Linked DNA regions of Mus musculus: region 2 is linked to region 1. The links are chromatin contacts, called in public promoter capture Hi-C maps. All regions are on one chromosome and are shown on one strand. The core of a region is the stretch at or near the end of the contact, and the rest is flanking DNA. Distances in the headings are between cores, read along the strand shown. Region 1 overlaps Atp6v0a4 (ATPase, H+ transporting, lysosomal V0 subunit A4). Region 2 holds the start of Zc3hav1 (zinc finger CCCH type, antiviral 1).

What was found. Promoter capture Hi-C pulls out the DNA fragments that hold promoters and counts their contacts.
Region 2: a promoter capture Hi-C map of hippocampal neurons shows a contact between it and region 1, with 2.7 times the contacts expected there. The contact joins the promoter of Zc3hav1 here to the enhancer-like site in region 1. A contact is called at or near these places in 3 of 39 promoter capture datasets (the 3T3-L1 cell line, hippocampal neurons and pre-B cells) and 3 of 115 datasets of contacts at active chromatin or transcription factors (extraembryonic endoderm stem cells, microglia and pancreatic cancer cells).

The regions. Positions count from the first base shown.
Region 1 is chr6:38,061,560-38,068,097 of GRCm38.p6, forward strand. Atp6v0a4 (ATPase, H+ transporting, lysosomal V0 subunit A4) reads right to left here. Exons shown (of 21, transcript NM_080467.3): 14 at 6,178-6,271. Among named protein-coding and RNA genes, the nearest start is that of Svopl, 18 kb to the left of the region's middle. Within about 2 kb of position 3,747, at least 77 of the 459 cell types and tissues checked have an H3K27ac peak or open chromatin away from gene starts, as enhancers often do. A contact at or near this core is called in hippocampal neurons, microglia and pre-B cells, where this site is marked.
Region 2 is chr6:38,351,689-38,358,226 of GRCm38.p6, forward strand. Zc3hav1 (zinc finger CCCH type, antiviral 1) reads right to left here and starts at 2,915. Exons shown (of 13, transcript NM_001347122.1): 1 at 2,227-2,915. The coding sequence starts at 2,534.

The sequences.
Region 1 (6,538 bases), core at 2,497-4,996:
GTAAGCAGCTCCCCTCCATAGCCTTTGCTTCAGTTCCTGCTTTAACTTCCTCTCAATAACAGACAGTGACCTGTGAGGCTAAATAAACCATTTCCTCTCCAAGTTGTTTGTAGTCATGGTGTTTATCAAAGCAACAAGAAGTAAACAAAAACACAACCTGAATTCTATCCTTGGAACCTGTATAAAGGTGGAAGAAGAGAACCCATGAAGCTGTCATCTAACCACCTGCTACATGCCTCCACTCACAAATTACACACACACACACACACACACACAACAACACACATACACCACACACACCACACCACACATACACACACACACATACCACACACACCACACACACACACAAACACACAGATACACAGATGCAAACATACACACACACACACACACACACACACACACACACACACACACACACCAAAAGATACATGGTTTACCTGGTGCCAAATTGGAAGATATTCTGAAATACTATGGAGAGTCTCAAACTTGCCTCAGTCTAATGGCCTGCAAAGTGTTGGCCCAAGAATGTATCTCAACTCCTTTCTAATAACTGCAACCCCCCCCCCCCCGCTTTTTTGAGTTCATGGAATAATTCACATGGCAAAGCATTTCCCAGAACCTTCTTGAGTCATTTCTACAATCAGTTGTCAAGATCACTATGGATAAGACATGGTTCCTGCCTTTCATTCAGTCTTGGCATGTATTCCACCCCTAATAGGCAGGGGCTAGTCAGGGTCTCACCCTGGCTAATGGTCCCAGTACTAATGTCCTTCCTTGCCACAGAAAGCTCACTAACCCCGTGGTTTGCATTCCCATTCAAAGTCCTCACTCGTACCCTCAACCTCACAAGAAATTCAAGCACATCCCATGTGCCTGTGAGATGCGTCATCTTAAAAGAAATCCACACAGCCTTCTCACATCCATCACAAGCAACTTCCTAGTCTAAAATGCTTTCCCTCTTAGAGGCTGCATCCATTACTTTTCTGTTGCTATGATGAAATGCCATGACCAAGGCAGCTTATAGGAGGAAAGATTTGTTCTGACTTCTGGTTCTGGAGGGACCGGAGTCCATCATGGTAGAGAAGCACGGTGACATGAAGGTAGGAGCAGGAAGCTGAGGACTCACACCTTTAACCACAAGCGTGAAGCAGAGAGACATTTTTCATCTCAAACCCATCCCCAGTAATAGGCTTCCTCCAGCAAGGCTACACCACCTTCACCTCTCCAAACAGTACCAGGTCGGGATCAAGTATTCAGATGCCTGAGACTCTGGGGACGTACTCGTTCAAAACAGCATGGGCCAATATCCAGCTAGACACAGCTAGACAAAGTAGTCCTCTTGCCCATTCCCACTGTGTGTGCACAGGCTCATACACACATGCACACACACAAACATGCTGATGGAAGTCACAGTCAGCTCGGGGTCTCATTGCACTACTCTGAGCAGCTGTAAGACAGCCCTCAAGAGACCAGTAGGACAGAGGGGGAGGGGACTGCAGTGACAACACTAGAAGCCACTGAAAAAATGAAAACTAAATTCAAGGCCCTAGTCAGAAGGTTTACAGACCTAGAGTCATAAAGATAAAGAGAGTCCAGCAACACAAAGGCTGTAAAGTCATCCCAGGAACCAACTAGCCATTAAGATAAAAGAGGCATGCAAGGACCATCTCTGGACAAGCCCAGATGAGTAATGGGCCACCTGGCCTGGTCTCCTTCTGATGTGGTTTGAGTTTAACCAGATGCTCTGCCAACAAAGATAAACACCCTCCCTTTAGAGTTACTGTCCCGACCCGCACATACTGCTTGCTGATGTTTAAACTGCCCAATTGTGTGTAACTGTGCCAATTTCCCCTATACCCCCCACTACTTTCCTATATAAACCCCTAACTTTTGAGCCTTAGGGTCGACTCCTCTGTCTTCTGCATGAGATACGTGTCAGCCTGGAGCTCCGTCATTAAACTGCCTCGTGTGTTTGCATCAAGACGGTCTCTCGTGATTCCTTGGGTGTGTGCCATCTTGGGACTTGAGTGGGAGTCTCCCCACTAAGGTCTTTCACAACCTCCTCTGTTCCTGGCACAGCTACCTGGCATCTCGGCTATCCCAGACTTGCCCTCTGAACCTGCCATCAAAGTGATCCATTTCTACAACATCAATCAGAGTGTTGAGAGTAGGCTCTTTAGTACACTATAGATCTAGCCAATCAGATAAACTACAAATGCTAACAGGTTAAGTACCTACCAGGCATAAATCAAGCCCTTTAGATGTACTGATCTCATTTAATTCCAACAAAGACTCTCTTCAATACAAATATTCCAGTTAAAGAGACAAACTTACAGAGAATTTATTATAATCTCAGAAAGAAACAAGTTACCAATGAACCTCAAAAAAAAAAAAAAGAAGAAGAAGAAGAAGAATATGGTAGCAACTGATATGTATCATGTTTATGACTAGACTGGTCCATCTATTAAGCAATCTCGGGGCTCTGGCTGTCATACCCATTCTACAGGTGACAAAATAGGCACAGAGATGTTCATTTATTCAAAATCACAAAGCCAATGAATGGGAAAACCAAGATTCAGACACAGGTAGTCGATTTCCAGAACAGCCGAATTCTTAACCACCATGTCCCCACTATGGAGAGTGGCTCAGTGACAGAACACTTGCTACTGTGCACATGACCCTGGCCTCAGTCCCCTTACTGAGCAAGGAAACTGAAAATACCTTAAAGTTGCTCTGCTATGATGAAGGCTAGGCATTTTATGATCCAAGTCACAGGAAAATGCCTAACACAGTGAATGAATGTGTTAAGGAACATTACACTATGTAATAATGATTAAACCGTTCATCAGTTTCTGGTTCAAACAGCAAGAGAAACGTAAGGGCCATGGCTGCCAAACCTGCTGCTGTCTGCGACATTTTATATTTTGTAGATTTTAAATTATACGTATACAATTTTATGACAAGCAATTGAATTGTTTTATTTTGTTTTTGTGGTGCTGGGGATAGAACCCAGTGCCTCCTGTGAGTAAGCTCTAAACCTTACCAGTTCCCCCTTTCTTTTGAGCATCCTGCCTCTCTCTCTGACCCTGATGGTCTTTTTCTTTCCTTTCAGAATTGTGATCAAGTGGCAAAATTGCACAAAGGATGGGAACTCTGGGCTGCTTGGCTGCTTTTGTTTCGTTCCTCTTTTTTAAATTGTTTTCCTATTACTTGAGAGGCTGGGGAGATGGTTCAGTGGTTAAGAGCACTGGCTGCTGGCTTGTGAAGTTAACAGGAAACAATGTAACAGGTTTCATGTGGCATCTTCACACGAATGTGTCACTAGACTTTGCCCTACTTCATTCCACTTCACCTGTGTCTTCCCCAGTGCACACCAGCTCCCACTCTGCCTGGTTCCCTCTCTTCTCAAATCATCCTCACTTGGATTCCATTACCATCCATCCTGCTCAGGTTTTTGTTTTGGGGGTTGTTTTGTTTTGTTTTGTTTTGTTTGGTGTTTATTTGTGTCATCTTGACACAAACTGAAGTCATTTGAGAAGAGAGAACATCAGCTGAGACAATGCCACCAGATTGTCCAGTTGGCATTTTCCTGATTAATGGCTGATATCTGAGAATCCAGCCCACGGTGGGCACGCCAGCTGGGGCAGGTAGTCCTGATGGTGTAAGAAGTGTGACTGAGCAAGCCATGAAGAACAAGCCAATACAGATTCATTCTTCCATTGCTTCTGCTTCAGTCTCTGCCTCCAGGTTCTGGAGAGCCTCCAGGATTGGAGAGCCACTGCCAGGTTCTTTCAATGGCACACTGTGATGTGAAAGAGGAAGCCAAATTAACCCTTTCCTCTCTAAGTTGCTTTTGGTCATGGTGTTTTATCATAGCGATAGAAAGCAACCTAAGACACTCTCCTCCCCACAACCTCCTTAAGCTCTCTTTTGTTCTTTTCATGATTCCCCTTCTAGTCCTGTCCCCCCAACCTCACTCCCCCACACACACACACACTCACACACTTTAAGTCTAGGCTTTGCAGAAGAGAAAGTGAGCAGCATTGGTCTGTCTGCAGCAGGCTGGTTTAGCCTGACACAGTAACTTCCAGTTTCATCTGTCTTCCTGCGAATGTCATGATTTCATTTAAAGCCGAATAAAAATACCACCGTGTAATGTGCGCCTTGCTGAGCCTGGAGAGCAGAACTGGACAGATGGGGTTCACTGACAGTTGGGTGTGGGCTGTGCAGGAAGAGAAGGTAGGAACAATGGGATTCAAAGCAAAGGAAAATAACCAGACCCTGACATCTCCCCCTTGCCAGCTTCCTGGCCATGGCATCCTGACCAATGAGAAAGCCTTCCTCTATGCAAAGGCAACACATGGAGCTGGAGAGAAGAAGCACGTGCTGCTCTCGCAGTGCTCACTCCCAGCACCTACGTCTGGCTTCCAACCACGTGCAACTCCAGTTCCAGGAGACCCGATGCCTCCGCCTTGCTAGGGCACTTGCACTCACATAGGCACATGCGTGTGCACACATGAACCTGAGTGCACACATGCACAGGCATGCAGAATCAAAAAAATAATAATAAAAATAAGACCTTTACAAAATATCAGCCACTCACGTTTGTCTTTTACGTTTGCCGTTTACAACTGGCTTGCAAGGATTTTACCTGTTTTGATAAAACTTAGAATGCAGCAGCTGGGACTGAGAGGTAGGGTCTGAAAACCCCTGGGCAATGCTTTCTGCTTTCTTGGGTGAGGAGAGGAGAGCTCAGGGATGACACGCATGAGGGAGGCGACTGAGAGGGTGGTGACTGGAGAGCCACTGCCAGGCCGTGCTCTCAGTTGCTGAAGCTGAAGCTGGCCACTCAGGCTGTGTTCCACACAGAGCTGAGAATGACATTCATCAAGACTACCGGAGGCATGGTTGATTGGGAACGCAACAGTGACACCTGGTGGCTTTATGAGCATGAACTTCTGTATCCATTCACAACTTGGGTTTTTGTTTTTTTGTTTTTTGTTTTCCCCTCAGAGATCTCATAGTGTAAAGGCTTTGGAAATGCCACATCTAGTTGACTGAAAGAAACAGCAAACAAATAAGTCAAAGGAAACACATCTCAAAACTCCACAGGAACCTGAGTCTGTGAAGTGTTTGCCAGGCACCTACGAGAATCCAGGTTTTGATCCCAGAACTCATGTAAAAATGTGTGGTGGTGTTGGTGTGTGCTTTTAGTCTGAAGCAGGAAGAGACAGGAGGGTCCCTGGGGCTCACTTAGCAAGTCATAGATTTCAGTGAGAAATCTTGACTCAAAACACAAGGTAGGCTGCTCCTAAAGATATACCCAAGTTTGACCTTTGGCCTGCAAACAAGCTAAAATCATACATTACAGTGTAATATGTTACCCACTGCAAGAAAATACCAAAGTAGGACGCTTGATCAAAATATTAAGTAACTTATTTAATGTGTGTGTGTGTATACTTTCTAAGCAATCAACTTGTATGTGTGTGTGATGCGTGTATGTGTGTGTGAAACAGAGAGACAGAGACAGAAAGACAGACAGGCAGACAGACAGAGACAGAGAAGAAGAGAGAGAGCACGAATATCTTCAGGGACTATCTACCATCTTGTTTTTCCTTTTTTGAGGCAGGACCTCTCACTGGCCAAGCCCATGATCCACCTGGCCCCATCTCCTGATAGTTGGGATTCCAAGCACATACCACCATGTCTAAGATTTTGTTTTGTTTTATTCTTTGAGACTGAATCTTGCTATGTAGACCAGACCACCCTCAAATTTATATAATTCTCCTGCTTCTGTCTCTGAGTGTTGGGATTAAAGGTATGCACCACCATGCCCAGTCCATATCTGGCTTTTGACATGAAAGTTCTGCAGACCAAACTCAGGTCCTCAGGCTTTTAGTACCAAGCACTTTGTCAGCTGAGCTACCTCTCCAGGCTGCAAGGGCATTTTAAAAGCTCGTTATTGCCAGCAATGGGATAGCTGCTGGAGAGGGAAGTGAGCAGGAAACTATATAGGAAGTAGAGTCCAAGTGCGGCAGAATTTATCTTCTAGACACAGTTCTGCCTGTCATGCAACCCTCTGAGTTTATCCCATCTCATCCCCAGTTTGTTGTTTCTTCTTTATTCAGAGATCTCAACAACACATCATCTATAACCGGAAGGAATTCTTACCGGATCAATTCCAAATGGGTAGGGATTCCCAGAATACACTCCTGGGATGGCTGGGTCCAGCTGCAAATATGGACTGTTTTCCACGATGTGAGTACTAAGGAGACAAAGCAGAGAGACAAACATGATATAAAAACAGTCAGGTACCCATTAAAAAATGGGGCTCAGAGCTAAACAAAGAATTCTCACCTGAGGAATACCGAATGGCTGAGAAGCACCTGAAAAAATGTTCAGCATCCTTAATCATCAGGGAAATGCAAATCAAAACAACCCTGAGATTCCATCTCACACCAGTCAGAATGGCTAAGATCAAAAATTTAGGTGACAGCAGATTCTGGCGAGGATGTGGAGAAAGAGGAACATT
Region 2 (6,538 bases), core at 1,665-4,164, 290 kb after region 1:
GAGAGACGGAGAGGGAGATGGAGAGGTGATCATTGTACAGCGAGAATATTGATAAATACTTATTTGTTAAGAGATACTGAATACTTATGAAGTAAATAATCACTTTAACATAAAACACTGGAGTTTGGAGTTTGGGGACAGAGATGGAGAATACATGACACAGGGTAGACCACATTTTGAAAACTGTTGAACCAAAATCCAAAATGTTGGGTACGCGGAGACTCAACAGTCTCCCCTGTCCACTTTTTAATACGCTGAGAACTGTAGAAAGACACTGAAACTTTCACAACAAAAAGCCAGCACTTACTGAAGAAATTCTCAGAACAGGTAATAATAGAAAAAAAGAATCAGAAAGTGTGCTGATAACCCTGTCGGCGCTCAGTAGTGTTAAGAGTGTTCCTTCCTTTTCTGCCTCAAACCACTTCCCTTCCTTCTTACTCCTATTTCTTCAGTTGCAGGCAACTTAGATGGCTTCTTCTAAGCCCAACTTCCTGTAACTCAGAAAGGCTTTCAAGCTGTTGCATCAAAACATTAAATATTTAAATAAAGGGGCACACGGAAGCATTCCTTCAAATATTTAACACTAAATGAGTTCTTGTTCCAAACAATTAGCAATTTAAAAAAAAATATTACCCCATCCATTTAAAACACTCCTACTTTGTATGTTTTGATACACACATCCCCGAAGGTGTATCCTGGACGTGAGTGACTGTAGTTTTTTGTTTTTTGTTTTTCTCGTAAATAAATGGATGATTCAAAACCGTTTGATGATCACGTTGTTTCCAAAACAGAGCAACACTCACAGTTTTTAAGACTCAACGAAGTATAGAAAATACTCTCCACAGAAAGCTGCGTGGGCCTGGCAGCACAGACCTGTAATCTCAGCTCTTGCCAGTGAGCGACAGGAGGAACCAAGCTGAGAGCTAACTGCAGGAATTCAAGGCCAGCCTGCGCAAGTCGGTGAAACTCTGGCTCCAGTAGCGGAGCACCTGCCTAGCATGCAAGAGGTCCTCAGCCCAATCTTTCGTACCACCACCACCAACCACAAGGACAAAAGCTCGGAAACACGATAGCCTAGAACCAACCATTCATTACTTCTGCAACACTCAGATGTGAGCCCTGGAAGAGGAAAGGGCAGAGGGATTAGAAATTATATAAACTGGGGGCGTGGAGCCGGGGATAAGGTTGGAGAGCTTGTTTGGAGGGAGTTTGGCCTATGTGAGCAAGACACTGGTTCCTCAGACCCCTGGATGAAGACGCAGGCCTGCACAGGTTATGTGTTTGGAAATCATCTCGGTAGTTATGACAGGTGAACCCCAGCAAGTGATCCTTGTCTTGGAGAAATTTGGAAGACAGCAAAATAAAAGGACTTGAGCCAACCCTTGGAAACGCTTATGAAGAAGAAGAAGAAGAAGAAGAAGAAGAAGAAGAAGAAGAAGAAGAAGAAGAAGAAGAAGAAGAAGACCAAGTAGGACCAGAAGCAGCTGCCTGAGAAGTTAAGCCACATTATTTCATGCAATTTGAGACAGTGGGTCGGTTGCAAGAAGGGGGGGGGGTGTCGTAGTACAGGCCACCACGCATACTAGGAAGAAGGCTGAGAGGCCACTATACCTTTAGTTATCTATCTGGCCAGGTGGAGAGACAAGGAGTGAAGGGTCACAGCGATCCAGGAGTTGGCGCACCCGAGACACAGGAGACTGGGCAGCACCGCTAGGATTCTGGGGCGATCGCAACATTCGAGGTACCAGAGTAGCAAGGAGAAAAAGGTGTGCCTGCAACTTCTACAAACTCTGGTTGGTGCAAACGTACTTTAATTAGGATTCTGGTGGGAGGTGAGAAGGGTAGAGAGGCAGCCTTGTCCGCCTTTCCAATAGCGCTTTGGCTACAGATTTTTCAACCTGGGGGTCTAACTTCACAGGAGTCGAATATGACCATTGGAAAACACAGATACTTGCATTACATTTCATAACAGTAGCAAAATTACAGTTACGGAGTAGTAACGAAAATAATTTTATGGTTGAGGGTCACAAACCTGAGGAACTGTATTAAAGGGTCGCAGCATTAGGAAGGCTGAGAACCACTGGTCTAGAGATTAGGAGGGATAGAGGGAGAAGGGGTTTGCAGCCGAGTGAGCCATATCCACCCGGTTCCCGCCTCCCCTAGGAAGCTGCCCCGCGGCGCCGGACTAGGCAATTAGAGAACCTTCCCCATTCCCGCTGCACTCACCGCTGGGACTGTGCATAGTGGCACCGGCCGAGCAGATTAAGCTTGCAAAGGTGCAGGCTGTCGCAGGGTCTCTGGCAGTACTTGCGACGGCAGACGCGGGCTCGAGTAGTAGCCACCACCGACCGAGTGATCCCGGCCTGGTCTCCAGTCTCCAATAGCACAAAGCGATCGGGCCCTGCTGCCTTCAGCAGCTCGTAGAGTTGCGCTTCGGGGAGGCTGATCTCACCCAGCAGTTCCTCCAGGGTCATGCGGCCCCCGTGAGCGCACAGGATCTTGGTGATGAAACAGAATACCTCGGGATCCGTCATGGCGCGCTATGGCTGCCGCTGCTCCGGCCGCTGCGCGGGACTCGGCTTCACGGAGAATCGAAACTTACGCGCGGTCCCAGGGGCGGACGCGGGCGGTGCCGCTCGCAGAGCAGAGCGGTTTCGCTTTCCAACTCCGGCGGTGGTGTCGCGAGGCCCGACCTCGACGACGAGGTCCTGGGGTCAGATTTAAAGTCAGCCGCGCGGGAGAGCGAATGGGAAGCGAGCGACGTTAGGCGGGCAGGTCCGCCGCGGCGCGGTACCCTCGGTTCCAGGCTAGACGTGAGGTCCCCCGAGCTCGGGACTGCAAGGCTGCTACCAGGAAGAGAGGAAGTAAGGACGTTCGTGAGGCTCGGGTGGAGTTTTGATGAGCCTGAGGAGAGTGACGCATCCTGGGGGGCCCACTAGAGGCGTCCTCAAATCAGCCCCACCCAGCCCCGGAAAGAGCAGACCTGGTGAGCGCTTCCTGTAAGCGGGACTCTCCGCCGAGTGTCGTCAATGCTCGCCACCACCTTAGGACATGGATATTATCCGAACTCCGCACTTGGGGAAATAACTTGAAGGAACAGGTGGAGCTCGGATGACCGAGGTTCTCGAGAGTTTGTTTCCGGGCCTGATTCCGCGGCACCAGATCTAGGATTACGCACTTTCTACCCAGTGCCGAGCCCCTCTTAGAGGGCGGTGATTGTTACTCTCCCTGGTTTCTTACGTAGCCTTCTCCAGAGCTATTTGAAGACCCACTCTTTGATCCTTTCTGGCCTTGCTAACTTAAAATCTCCAATTTTGGTGCCTCAAACCAACTGCTTAGAATGTCTTCAGATTTCCCCCACCCCTCCCCCCTTGGCATGAAGATGATTTTTAAGGTAAACCCTTACCTTACCGTAGAGTTACTGTAGAGACAGAAGGAAATAATAACTAGATTTCCCTTTGAGGAAAGCAAAGGCTGATGAAATTAAAGAGCCATCCGTGTCCCCAGGGAGCTTTCCGGAAGATTCTGCTGCTCCAAACATTAGCATTAAAAAAAAACTCCGATTGTCCTTCCAGACTCCGTAGTGAAACACACTCACCACACACAAACCTTATACGCTCTTCGGCCTCCTCCCCTTGTTAAATTGTGACTTTAAAACTTCTTTTGCACAATTGTGTTTAGTTTGTCTCATCTGTATTCTCAGCTAATTTGCAGGCCAGTAAACACTAGACCCAAATTAGAAAAAGAAAGGGGCTTTCCTTTCAGCACTCAGAAATGAAATGAATGGAGCGCTCACCGATCAGATGGGAACCCTTTCTTTAAAATCTGCAGGCACGGTGCAGGAGAAGTGTGCACTGCGATGCTTTCAAACTTCACAAGAGGGAGGTGCGAGTGACCCCACCCACTCAGACAAACACACGCTAAAATAATATTAAAAGCTTGGCGTGGTGAAGGCATGCCGGTAATATCAGCACTTGTGAGACTGGGGCAAAGGGATTATTGGCCAGGAAGATAATTGAGCAGGTAAAGGCACCAGTTGCTAAAACACAGGACACTAATTTGACCCCCAGAATTTCCCCACATGCTGGGAGAGTTTACTCTAGCAAGTTGCCCTCTGACCTCCACAACACTCTTTCTCTTCCTTCCTCCCTCCCTCCTCCTCCCCCCTCTCTCTCTGATAAATGTAATTTAAAATTTAAAAACAAATTCATAAGAAATAAAGTCTTTCAAATTCTTCAGAAACCCGAATGAGAATCCCTCTGGTGTGGTACGCACAGCCGCTCTCTCTGACTCACTGGAACGGTGGTCTGTAAAGCAGCCAAGCCCGGGCCTCATCTGGCTGCTTGTTGACTCTGACTCTTGCTTCTGTCTTGTCTTTTAATCCACTTGGCCTTATTTTCAGTCTGGCAGGTTTCCAGAGCCCCATTCTTATCAAATCAAGTAAGATCAATGTGTTTACTATCTTCGGTATGGTCCTTACAGTAGTGACTCTGAAGACACAGAAATCAAAGAAACAATCCCAGCTCCCAGAGGGCATCAGCTTTAGAAATAGCAGTGTCCCGTTAGGGGGTCAGAGGAAGTCCCTTGAAGGATCTAGAATTGTCAACTCCCTCCTCCTGGGGATGGATGAGGGACCAAGTAAAGGGGATTTTATAAATATTAAATATGAGTCTTTTCTATCAGATACTATAAACTTCTGTTTAGGACAAGGAATTAAAACATTTTCACTACCCCCACCTGTAAGAAAGACTTTTATTCAAATATTTGAAAAAAAAAACCATTAAAACTTTTCAGCACAAAGACACTGCTGCAATCAAGGAAACGGAGAGACTGAAATGGACAACCTCTTCCTCCTTCTCTTCATTTTCTTTGCTGGTATTTCCTTTAAGATTAACAAGACTTTAAGATCAAACAAGACTGGAGGTGAGACCCTAGCTATCTTAGTGGGTAAAGGGAACAAGACACAAAAAAAGAGTCCCAGGATGGCCAAGACTACATAGATTTAAAAAAAAAAAATGGAGGGGGGAGGAAGAGGGAGAGGAGAAGCCAAGTGTGCCTCTCCCTGTGTGCTGGCTCTCCTGAGGACACCCTCTTAAGACCAAAGTCTGCGGGGTATAGACACTTCAGTCAGAGTACTGTTCTCTTTCTTTGAGATTCCTGAACATACTCCCAACAGGAACACGCTGAAGGACTGTGGAGTAAAGGAGTCTAACTGGTTCAGGCATTTGCTCTTGAACATGACTAATCTTAAAAATGATTGCCTTGCCGGGTGTGGTGGCGCACGCCTTTAGTCCCAGCACTCGGGAGGCAGAGGCAGCCGGATTTCTGAGTTCGAGGCCAGCCTGGTCTACAGAGTGAGTTCCAGGACAGCCAGGGCAACACAGAGAAACCCTGTCTTGAAAAACCAAACCAAAAAAAAAAAAAAAAAAAAAAAAAAAGATTGCCTCAGCCATAGGTGCTAGAGAGAAAGCTCAGCAATTAAGAGCATTTGCTGCTCCTCCAGAGAATCTTGGTTTGGTTCCCAGCACCCTTAAGGCAGCTCAAACCGTGCCATCATGGTCGGTCTGGCCTCCACAAGCAGCACAACAGGTGAACACACATAAAATACAAATAAAATATAAGCCGGGCGTGGTGGCACACGCCTTTAGTCCCAGCACTCGGGAGGCAGAGGCAGGCAAGGATTTCTGAGTTCGAGGCCAGCCTGGTCTACAGAGTGAGTTCCAGGACAGCCAGGGCTATACAGAGAAACCCTGTCTCAAAAAATAAATAAATAAATAAAATAAAAATAAAATATAAAAACGATGACCAAAGTCTCCATGCAGTTCTCATCACAGGATCTGTAAGAGACCATGCTGTGCAAGCGTAAAGACTCCCCAGGAGAGCCCTCTCATTCTTCTTTAATAATGCTTTTTTGCTCACCCTTGTCCAAATTTCTTTATTCGTACTGAGCATATGGCAACTTGGAAGCCTCTGGGTGGCTTTAGTGCTCACCGATTTTTCAGACATACTAGCCCCCCACCACACACACACACACACAAACACACACACACATACACACACACACAAAGGTTGAGTCGCCTACAGCCAAGAAAGCCCCAGCAGCAACGGGCAATCAGAGGCTTTTCTCCAATGAGATTAAGAAACAAAGAGCCCTGGCTGGGGTGATGGCTCAGCAGTTAAGAGTCCTCCTTGCCCTTGCATATGATCAGAGTTCAATTCCCTGCTCTCCAGTGGCATACATTCAAACAGAAACATACATACATAAGTAAAATAAGTCATTTTCAAAAAGGCTTCTTTGTAAAGAACAAAGAGACCAGTTAATTGAGGAGACTTACGAGTACAGATAACATTTCCCATCCATTCAAAGCTCTAAAAAACAGTGTGTAGACTGGAGATGCCTCTCACTGGTAGATAACATCTCTAATTTGCATGAGTCCTTCCTTCTACACCCCCCCCCCCATCTCCACTATAGAAAAGAAAGAAAGAAAAGAAGGAAGAACATATAATTAAGAGAACAATCTAAATTGTACAAAGGAGG